Linked DNA regions of Mus musculus: region 1 is linked to region 2. Evidence: chromatin contacts called from public HiChIP or PLAC-seq data. All regions are on one chromosome and are shown on one strand. The core of a region is the stretch at or near the end of the contact, and the rest is flanking DNA. Distances in the headings are between cores, read along the strand shown. Region 1 has its middle 20 kb from the start of Gm32276. Region 2 has its middle 9.1 kb from the start of Spp1.

The links. HiChIP or PLAC-seq counts read pairs in DNA pulled down with a chosen protein or histone mark.
Region 1: an H3K27ac HiChIP or PLAC-seq map of embryonic stem cells shows a contact between it and region 2, with 5 times the contacts expected there. The contact joins two enhancer-like sites. A contact is called at or near these places in 4 of 39 promoter capture datasets (the 3T3-L1 cell line, hippocampal neurons, liver and 1 more), 1 of 115 datasets of contacts at active chromatin or transcription factors (embryonic stem cells) and 1 of 9 other capture datasets (macrophages).

What each region holds. Positions count from the first base shown.
Region 1 is chr5:105,668,806-105,674,472 of GRCm38.p6, forward strand. No RefSeq gene overlaps it. Among named protein-coding and RNA genes, the nearest start is that of Gm32276, 20 kb to the left of the region's middle. Within about 2 kb of position 3,751, at least 8 of the 459 cell types and tissues checked have an H3K27ac peak or open chromatin away from gene starts, as enhancers often do. A contact at or near this core is called in embryonic stem cells, where this site is marked.
Region 2 is chr5:104,441,422-104,446,934 of GRCm38.p6, forward strand. No RefSeq gene overlaps it. Among named protein-coding and RNA genes, the nearest start is that of Spp1, 9.1 kb to the left of the region's middle. Within about 2 kb of position 1,505, at least 15 of the 459 cell types and tissues checked have an H3K27ac peak or open chromatin away from gene starts, as enhancers often do. A contact at or near this core is called in embryonic stem cells, where this site is marked.

The DNA.
Region 1 (5,667 bases), core at 2,501-5,000, 1.2 Mb after region 2:
TCATTATAGCACTAGAAATCCTAAGATGGGTTGGGGCGGGGCGCGCACAGAAAAAGCCCATAGTTAGTTTTTCTTGACAAGCAGAATAGATGTTTTGAAAGAGGGGCATGTCTTTTCTGAGGCCCTGGATGTTCATTTTCCTGCTCTTTTCTTCAGAACGCATTCCTGAGACTCCTTCCCCAAACTGCAGGTTCAGTTCAAAAGAGAATACAGCTCCTGAGATGTTTTCATTCAATGTCAAGTAAGAGGTTTCTCTTCCTAGCCAAGGCTTCGCTTCTCCAGCCATCCTGACATCAGCAACTAAAGCCTGTTCCAATGCTTACCACCCAGTGACCTCTCCAGACTCCAGGAGTAGAAGGACTCAGTCCACAAAACTGTCCCTACCTCAGATGCCAGCCACATGTCCTGGGTCACCCACTCTTCTGACTATAGGGGCTCCCATCACACTCTTCTGAGATACAGAATTTGCTAGACCAGGAGCCCATTACACAACTTCCATCTCAGGAGAAGCCAGTGAGAGACAATGGGGAGGCACTGACTGTATACCGACCTGTTTCAAGCTCTGAGCGCCAGACAGGATACACTCTGAGCTCTGTACTTTAGGAGTTCTAAGGAGACTTTGCCTAGTAGGAATTATGGGTTATGAATAAAATTGCTAGCCTCTCCCTACTTCCAGAAGGTTAGAAGGTAAGGCGGAAAGCTCCAAGCTTCGGGTCAATCTGTTTCCAGCAACCTGCTCCATACTGAAGCTATCTGGGACCACAAAGTGTTGCCTCATCAGAACAAAAGATTCTCCTGTTACTCAAGAGCTTATGAGTGGTTTTGTGCCAGGAACTGACGTCAAAGACCAGATGAATATCTCTTATCACACGACCATTCTCAATGTGTTGGACCCTTTCCCCAATCGCTTCAGTGATCCAGGGCAGTCCTTCTGTTAGTCAGCTCAGGAGCAGCTGTGTTTCCTCCTGCCTTGCTATCTAGCACATTCCTAGGGTGGAAGAACTACCACAGGCAAGATGGTGCGTCTGTTTGTGCATCAACCAGTTGCTGGGATTGATTTTTGAAAGTAGCCCAGTGCTGAATGAGGCCATTCTCTTCAGCCAAGGTAACCCTCAGGAGAGACACACCCATGTGCCCCAAACAATCAATTTTCCCAGCAGGTGATTGATGAGAGCTTCAGCCCTGAAGGGGATATCTGGGGCAACAGAGCACATGACAGCTGGACGCATTTTAAAATTAGAGCCAACAGTATTTACTGAGGAGCTGAGTCCCAAAGACACTTGGTGTTTTGAGGACTGGGCAACAGAAAGCTCATGGCAGGATGAAGAGGATGTCTGTGCTATCTCACTTAACCCTCACAGTTAAGCAAGGAGGCAAGCACTCTGGCCGATTGTGTCATTCCCCTGGGGAAGCTGGGGTATAGAGCTGAAGAAAATTCCAATCGAGGTCACTCGGTTCATCAGTGAAAAGTCAAGATTTGAGCCCAACCGGTCCTGCTCAAAATACTGTTTTATTTTGAAAAGATGTTGGGCCCCTTCTCTGATGCTCAGGAGCCTGGAAACTAGACATTATTTTATAGAGTCCTAAGCTTTCTCACTATGACTAGTGTATGCTGAAATACTTTGAATATTTATGGACTGACTGTGTGAAAAGCCAGTTGCATACAAAATGCTCATGTGTATTTCTACATGGTTGTGTATGTCCTTGCTTCTTCAGTGTTTTCCATTCCCCCAGATCAATAAAACCCCAAACTCTTTACTGCAAAGCCCAGTCTATTGGGGACTGGGATCAAAGCTTAGCCTGCAGAATGCTTGCCCAGGATGCATGGAAGCCTGGGTTAGAACCCACATGCTGCATGAAGCCAGGTGCAGTGGTGCATCCTAGGGATGCCAGCACTTGGGAGGTGGAGAGAGAATGACCAGGAGTTCAAGATCATCTTTGGTGACATAGGAGAGTCAGAACAGGCTGAGTGACATAGCACCCTGTCTGGAAAATATAAAAAATCTACCAAGCCTCCTCTTGGCTGTCCCAGATTGTTGAACCCATCAGTTCCTTCTCTCCCCTCCTTTGGAGTTACATGGATATATTACCCACACTCTGTCCAGGGTGAGTGGCTTCCTAATGTCACCAGTGCCATGTTCTGGTTCTGACCCCAGGACAGACCCCCAAAACCTGCAATAACCCTTCCTCCTGAGTATCAGAATATTTCTCATCTTCAAACCTTAAATCAGCGAGCGGTTCTCAGCCTGTTAGTTGCGACCCGCTGGGGGATCAATGACCCTTTCACAGGGCTTGCCTATCAGATAGTTACATTACAGTTCATAACAGTTGCAAAATCACAGCTGTGAAATAGCAATGAACATAAATGCATGGTTGGGGGTCACCGCACCAAGAGGAGGAGCTGAATGGAAGGATCACAGAGTTGCAAAGGTTGAGAACCACGAGTTTAGATGGAGACTTTCTCTTCCATGAAAGTAAGAAGGCTCAGTGTGCACTGGGGCTCTGTTCAATTGTAACAGATTGTAAACCTCAAGTGCATTACATTGTCCACAGGTGTGCATTCATACACACAGATGCACACAGAGACGGAGACACCCACACACACACAGAGACACACACAGACACGCACAGAGAAACACATGAGGGGGGCAGGGAGGGAGGAAGGAAGGAAGGAAGGAAAGAAAGAAGGAGGGAGGGAGGGAGGAAGGAAGGAAGGAAGGAAGGAAGGAAGGAAGGAAGGAAGGACGGAAGGAAAGAAGGACACTAAAAACGAGCTAATGCCAGTCTTTGGCGTCTGCCCCTAGTAATGTGTTTATAAAAAGATAAAGAGAAAGAATATGTTCTATGGGGGTGTGGTGAGGTATGGGGGGACCAACCACATGATGGTATAGTATAGAATAGAGTTTATTCAGGGCATGGGGAAGGGAGTTAAGAGGGTAGTAGAGGCAGAGAAAGGCAGAGAGAGGGAGAGAGTAGAGAAATTGAGGCTGGCCATGAGCCCGTGGGGGGTGGAGGGAGGGAATGGGGATGGGAGAGCAAGAGCAAGGGAGAAGCAAGAGAGAGAGGAGGAGGCAAGCAGGCTCTTTTATAGTGGATCAGGCCTTCCTGGCTGTTGCCAGGTAACTGTGGGGTGGAGTTTATATGGAATGCTAACACCTAGAACCACTGGGGTTGGGGTCGGTTTGGTCACTTGACTTTGGCAGAAGGGTCCAGAGTGCAGAATGAGTCTATGGTGCAGCTGTTCCCTCCTAGGTGTTATGTCAGGCTGGATGCTACAACTGGGAATTATGATTTCTGAGACCTGGCATACAGCAAACCTAGAAACTCCTAATTCATATGTTTTCTCCCCCTCTTCCATCCTCTTCTTTCCCAAGAAACACAGAGGCTAAATTTGTTAGCCAACATTATATAACTAAGACCGTTTGAACCTCCGCCTTCCAGCTTCAAGTTTGAGGTTTGTTATTTTGTTGTTGTTGTTTGTCATTGTGCTGAAATTGTTTCATTTTAAAACAAATTAGAACAGAGTTCCCTAGAAACTCCTTCTTTTGATTAATTTACAAAATATTGTTGGTAGAAAAAAAGAAATATTGTTACCAACAGAAAAACAGATGGCCTGGATAGACAATGGGACCCCTTCTGTCTGTCCTTCACTTGTCTCTAAGCCTGTGATCAGTTTGATAGGCCCATCTACGTACTGAAGACAGCTCTGGGGCGAGGGCAGTTCTGACAGGAACTCCATTGTTAATCAATGTTTAGCTACATAACATGGCCTGGGGCCTTCAAAGGGGCCACATGATGATGGCTCTCCTCTAAGCAGCATCAACTCTCAGCCGTCCTCATCCCAGCACTCAACAGTAAGGAAAGAGCAGTCCAGTGAGGAGAGCCCAGGAAGAGGAGAGGGGGAGCCGGAGCACACACCAGGGTTGTTCTGGGTACTGGCCACAGCCCTCAGAAGACAGCATCTACATTCCCAGACAGGCAGGAAGGGTGAGCATAAAGAAGCCAGAGAGAGCAAAAGGAGATACACAGGCCCTTTTTTCTTTCTTTCCTGTGTGCCTCCAGAGGAAAACCACCCCAAGGACAGAAGAGGCTCCTCTCCCAGGTCAAGCTTATTTAACACCACCTCCACGGTGCTACTTTGAACGGGAATGACTCCCACGGGATCATAGGTGTGACTGCTTGGTCATCAGGGAGTGGCACTATCTGACAGGGATTAGGAGGTATGGTCTTACTAGAGGAGGTGTGTCACTGGGGGTGGGCTTTGAGGTTTCTCTCTTCCCCCTGCCTATGAATCTGGATGTAGAACTCTCAGCTATCTCTCCAGCCCCATGTCTGCCTGTGTGCTGCCATGCTCCCTGCCACAATGGTAATGGACTAAACCTCTGAAACTGTAAGCCAGCCCCAATTAAATGCTTTCTGTTAAAAAAGTTGCCATGGTCATGGTGTCTCTTCACAGCAATGGAACACTGACTAAGACATCCAGTGTCCTGCTCCTTAGCAAGTTTGGCCAGAGAATAGAAAATATAGCTCTGAGGGACAGACAGCCCCTGACTTGAACCCACAAGGGCCTGGGATCAATCACCAGCACCAGAAAGAGACACCAGAAAAACATACAGACACACAGAGAGACAGACAGTCAGGTGGATAGACAGACATACAGATAGGAAGAGACAGAGAGAGACAGACACATACAAAGAGACAGAGACAGAGAAGCAGAGACAGAGAGAGAGAGAGAGGAGAGAGAGAATTATTGAGGTTGGAGAATTAGCTAAGCAAATGGATTAAGAGCACTGGCTGTTCTTCCGAAGAATCCAGGTTTGATATCAAGCACCCACATACTGACTCTCAACCAGCTGTAACTCCAGTCCCAGCCTGATCCAAAGCCGTCTTCTGGTCTCTGTGGGCACCACACGTGCGTGGTTCTCATACATGTGGGAAAAATACCCAAACACATAAGATAATAATAATTGAAAAATTAGTCCACATTAATATTGCTCTTTTTGGGCCCATCTCAGGGGTGGAGGAGGGGAGGACCATGAATTTCCTCCACCCAAAAGTCAATGTATTTATGTGATACTCTTATGATTGTTTGTGTGTTCCGGCGTGGCGAGAGTACATGTGTGTAGTGCACACCCCAGGGTGTTGGTGTGCACCTAGGTACAAAGACCAGAGGTTGCGGTCAGACTTCATCGCAATCACTCTGTACGTTATTTACTGAGGCAGGATCTCTCCCTAAACCCAGAACTTGCAGATTCAGCTTGCCTAGCTAGCCAGCTTGCCCTGAGAGTCCCATCCCTGCTCCCTAGGTCCTAGCATCACTACTAGCCACCATACCTTCCCAGAATTTATGTGGGTACTGGGCATCTCAACTCCCATCCTGTCTATCCACTGAACCTCTCCCCAGTCTTATTTCACATTCTTTTAAGCTAGCTTTTATTTATTTTTCTAAAGTTTATTTATTTTGTATTTATACGAGTACACTGTAGCTGTCATCAGACACACCAGAAGAGGGCATCAGATTCCATTACAGATGGCTGTGAGCCACCATGTGGTTGCTGGGATTTGAACTCAGGACCTCTGGCAGAGCAGTCAGTGCTCTTAACCGCCAAGCCATCTCTCCAGCCCAAGGTAGCTTTTAAAAACAGTATTATATTGCTGGGCGGTGGC
Region 2 (5,513 bases), core at 255-2,754:
GTGCGTGCTTCTGTGTGTGTGTGTGTGTGTGTGTGTGTGTGTGTGTGTGTGTGTGTGGTGTGTGTGTTTCAATTGAAAACCAACGTTCTCAGTTTCATCCAAATATGAACTTTCAGAAATATTGTAGTGCCACATGTGACTTTAGTCTTTAGAACTAGATTTCCCTTTTAGAAATCATGGAAACAATCTAAATATCCTTCAACTGACAAATGAATAATGAAAATATGGCACAAATATACAGTATATAGGATGCTGTTCAGCTTTAAAGGAAAAGTTAAATCATGAGATTTGCAAGTAGGTGAATGAGACTAGAAAAGAAAGTATTGAGGGGTGATCCAGACCAAGAGAAATGAATGTTATGGGTGCCTATCTGTGGCTCCTAGCTTCAAGGCTTCAGATGTAAATGCATAGTCTGGAGTCACTGCAGAAACCAGGAAAGTAAAGAGGGAAATGGAATGTTGGGGAGTAATAGGGACATGGATGCCAGGCTACAGTGATTAGGGAGGGGCTGAGATAAATCCAGAAGGAAGTAGGTATAATACCAGTGAGGATGTCTGCAAAGGTTATAAAGAATCCTATTACTATCTACCTTCATAAAATTATATGTAATGCACACACACACACAGACATACACACAAACACACACATACAAATATACACACATGACACATACAGACACACATATGCACACAAACATACACATGTACACATACAGACACACACCTGGAGGGAGGGAGAGAGAGAGAGAGAGAGAGAGAGAGAGAGAGAGAGAGAGAAAGAGAGAGAGAGAGGAGAGAGAGTTAGATTAAGTGAAAATTTCCCATCTGGGCTGACGATGCTCTCCGTGAGAGCTACAGACTATCAAATCCTCAAGCCTAAGCGCAAGAAACTTCCTTTGAGTTATTGGTCTGGATGGTCCAAGGGACACCCCCCACACACCCAACAAAACAAACAAACAAACAAAAACATTATAGGTTATTGCTGTGGCCCTTGGTTTCCTTCCAACGGTTGAAGATAAAAAAGTCCCTATTTTGGAGGACACCATGCACTTCAGACATAGGACCCAGACAGTTGGGCTGGATCTAACCTGAAAACCTCCTCCCTAAGGACTGGCTCTTAAGCCAGAAGGTACCATGCAAGCTTCCAAGGGACAGAAGCAATGTCATGCAAAGCCATGATGGCCTGTTGCCACGGACCAGGTTCAGTCGGCCCCCCTCAATCCATGGGAATCAGGGGCTCTGGCAGGTGGACGTGGAGTTGGCAAGAACTGACAGACACAGACACGAGAGAGTGTGCTGGATATGAATGTATTTTGTCCAAACGAACACCAGACTTTTAATACAGAAGAAAAACAAGAAATTTAGGCAAACACATCCGCCAAGTTTACACTGACACAAAACAAAAAGAATGCATACATCAAAAGATGGTGGGAGCCAGGCCACATTTACCACTTAAAAAGATCAGCTGAACACTGGAGCCAGGTGAATGGCCTGATGCAACCCTAGTCTATTGTTAAACCCACCACCAGGAGTTCTTTAGTAAATACCTGATTATGCTAGTCCTCTGGGCCCAGTGAAGAAACCTGCACCAGGGAAATTCCCTTCTACTCTTTCAAGCGACAACCCACCTATTTCCTAGGCCATTGTGTATATCTGTGTTTGGGTGTGACTCAGCTATTGTCCTAAGTAATTGCTATGCAGACTAGCCCTGAGCTTTCCTAGCTCTGTTCCAGTAAATAGTAATGCCTAATTAGTTTCACTGTCTCTACTAGAAGTGAATTTGAATGTTACTGAATAGATAACTTTCTTACTGAATTCCAAGCTCAGAGTTGGCTTCAAGGATTTTCTAGGACATTGGAACACTGATAGAGGCTTAGCTATGTCAAAAATCAATCCTTAAAGGTACTTATAATAATAATACTGAAAGAGAGCACACGGATCCAAACACCAGACTAACGCAGGGACAGGTTTTGAGTATATGGGCTATGAGAATGCCAAGGTTCCAGGAGGCTGTTTCCATGAAACCCATTGCCTCATGACTACTTTCAGGCTTTAGGCCTACCAAGTAGACTGCACTGGAGTAGTCGTAGCAGCCTGTGAACTAAAATAACAACCAGTGTGGCACAATATCACTAAGGGTGAACTAGTAGTGAGCATATGTTGACAGTAACAAATAGCTCTCTACTTAGACCGAAGGCCTACTCACACAGAAGTAAATCCTGCTCAATACTAGAAACTTAACCAGTTAAACAGGACTAGTGAAGTCATGGATCTTGAGGGGTAACCTACACCTGCTACTTTACTAAACCAACACAATCCCTAAGAACATTCTAACTATGTGTTCTTAAACCCACAGATAATTACAAATCTAACTTCCCATCAAAGAAACATCTTCCTGGGTACAGATGAAGACCACTATAAAAAAACCACAACTTACAAAAATGCAAAACAATGCCTGTGACTGTGTGGTACCCAGTCTCAGCTGATACATCTATAATGCAATTCTTGTACCTAAGGCTCAGGGATCATGGAGGAATGACCCGTCCAGCAGGTCCAGTTATTCGAGGATCTCGAGGGGACCTCCTCCTAATAACCAAATGGGGGGTAGAGAGAGACGAGGGTCTTGTACGAATAACGACACGGAAACCGTTCTGAAGCTGTATCAAGACCCCGATGTATTGAGAAAGGTCCAAGGCTTAAATGCACAAGCAAAAGGGGAAGTACAGATAAATTATCAGTGGGATGGGTAGGGCAATACAAGCAAAAGGAGAGGTATTTATCAGTGGGAGGGGTAGGGCAATACAAGCAAAAGGAGAAGTACTTATGGGAAGGGGGGGCAATAGAAATTCTTTCTTTTGACAGCTACACAGGGAAGCAGGAATTTGGTAGTGTCAGGGTGTGGTCAGGAGAGCAGTGATGACCCAGGGCTGGAACATCCCATAGTTCTCGGAATCCATGAGTCGGTGGCCCGCTTTTGACCCCTTTTTTCTTCTGGGGGGGGGAGGCCCAATTTAGAGATCGAGAGTTGTCTTAATAGCTCCCAACAGAGGAAGAGAGGAGAGAAAGATTGCAATAACTGGAGCACCAGGAAATCTGCTGTAAGAAGGTGTCGTCAGGGAAGCTGTACCCATGAACTCTCATCAGCATGGTTGCCTAAACAAGCCCTGAACACTGGCAACACCCTCAGACAGACACGATAACACGGGAGGGGGAATCTCATGGCCCCTAAATGCTAACCAAAGAACTACATGTAACTAAGGAACACAGAAAGCAGGAGAGATCATCGTCCCCAGAGAAGAGCCCTTGAGTCATTCAATATTAGGTGGTTAGCCTTGAAACCATACATACAATTAACATTATAGCAACTGAGGAGGCTGTATTTATATATTTAGGAATACACACACAGAGAGAGAGAGAGAGAGAGAGAGAGAGAGAGAGAGAGAGAGATAACACTCATTTATAACAACAAGCCATGAGTTGGAGAAGAAGGGAGGGAGGAAGAGAGAGCGAGAGAGCAAGAGAGAGAGAGGGGCAGGGACAAAGAAAGAGACAGAGAGGTAGCATAGGAAAGGTTTAGGGGAAGGAAGGAAGGAAAGAAAGAAAGAGAGAGAGAGAGAGAGAGAGAGAGAGAGAGAGAGAAAGAAAGAAAGAAAGAAAGAAAGAAAGAAAGAAAGAAAGAAAGAAAGAAAGGAGGGAAAAATGATAAAATGATATGATTGAACAGAGAGGTGGCATTTCTTTGTATGGGACTTATAAATCCCAAAATATGTTGATTTCCTCCGAGTAATATAAAATAGAATATTATTTCAATAAAAAACAAAACTAGGGACCTGGGTTCGGTTCCCAGAACCGAGACCACTGAGGCGACTCACAATGTTTCATGACTCAACCTCTCTTGGCTTCTGAAAGCACTGCGCATGCATGGTACACATAAACACATGCAAGCACACATACATAGACACACACACAAAAAATAAATCCTATAAATAAATAAAACTAAATGTTTCCCCTAGGACTATGAAGGCTAATTTTTGTTGATGTGGAAAATAACACATAAAAATATAATGAAAAATTCTAGAAGGAAGCAACAGAAGTAAGGAAGAATTTGCCTTCCTTATCTCCTCCTCTAATGCACACAGACACACACACACATACATACACACTCTCTAAAAGCATTGTAGTACTGGTACCTAAACATCCATGAAACAAAATATTAAGGTCAGACATAGCCCAGACTCATGTGGAGATTACTGTACGGTAGAGATGGTGTGGAATGCCACTTAGGGTATAAGACTACAACCCCTTATCACTGTGACATCCATGGTTAACTGAAGCGACTCATAACTTCTTGGTGTATTCACTTCTCTTGCCATCACAGCCAACCCCTAACAATCACAAGTTAATTGTGTCATCCCCACGTACCATAGAATGCAAGCAGCCTGTTTCCTGTCAGCACATGCTGAAATTCAAGGGCATCATCAACTTAACCCCACAATCAGAACTTTGAATTCTGGTACAATTAAAGACCATTCTGTTTCTCCATTATACAGGGCTTATGCAGGGGGTAGAAATCACACAACCCATTTGTACAGGGAGACTGTTATACCAAAAATTAATTACCAGAAAGAAGGTGTTAATAAAAGACAGAACTTAGTCTTAATGATAGCCATAGGAATGGGAATACCCATATAAGGAACAATTTGCAAAGAAGGTTCTCTTCCCTAAAAGTCTTCATTAGAAAGGTTGTAGCTGCAGCCCAGCAGATGAGCAGAAAAGTTTACTCAGGGTTTTTTCTGGACTGGTTGGCAGCTGGTGGGCTGAAGCTAACAGTCTGCTGGCAGAAGGGCTTCAGCACACTGAGGCTGGCAGGGTGTCTGGGGGTGGGTGCTCCAGTGCGCACTGCTGGATGCCGTATCTAAGAGGCAACCAGTCTTGCTTTAAGAACAAGGACACCAGGGACAGACAGAGCTAGTTAGTTCTGCAGTGTCCCTCCAGTGCCCTCTACTGACAAAGTGTCATTGTGCCAGTTGGCAGAGCAAGTGTGTTGCAGGATCCAGCTCCAGGATCACCGACCAAAGGGTGATGGATTTAGAAAAGGAATGCTAAGCTGATAGCTGGACAAAATCACTGGGAAAAGGCTAATTTGTGTGTGTGTGTGTGTGTGTGTGTGTGTGTGTGTGTGTGCGCACGAGAGAGAGAGCACATTTTATTTTATTTTTAGAAGGTTTTTTTTGATATTTTCTTTATTTACATTTCAAGTGTTTTCCCCTTTCTAGGTCTCCCCTTCAGAAGCCCCCTATCCCACCCTCACCCCCCACCTCTATGAGGATGCTCCCCCACCCACCCACCCACTCTTGTCTCTTTGCCCTACTGTTCCTCTACATGGGGCATCAAACACTCTCAGGCCCAAGGGCCTCTCCTTCCACTGACATCCAACAAGGCCATCCTCTGCCACATATGTGGTCAGTGGCATGGGACCCTCCACGTGTACTTTTTGGTTGGTGGTCCAGTCCC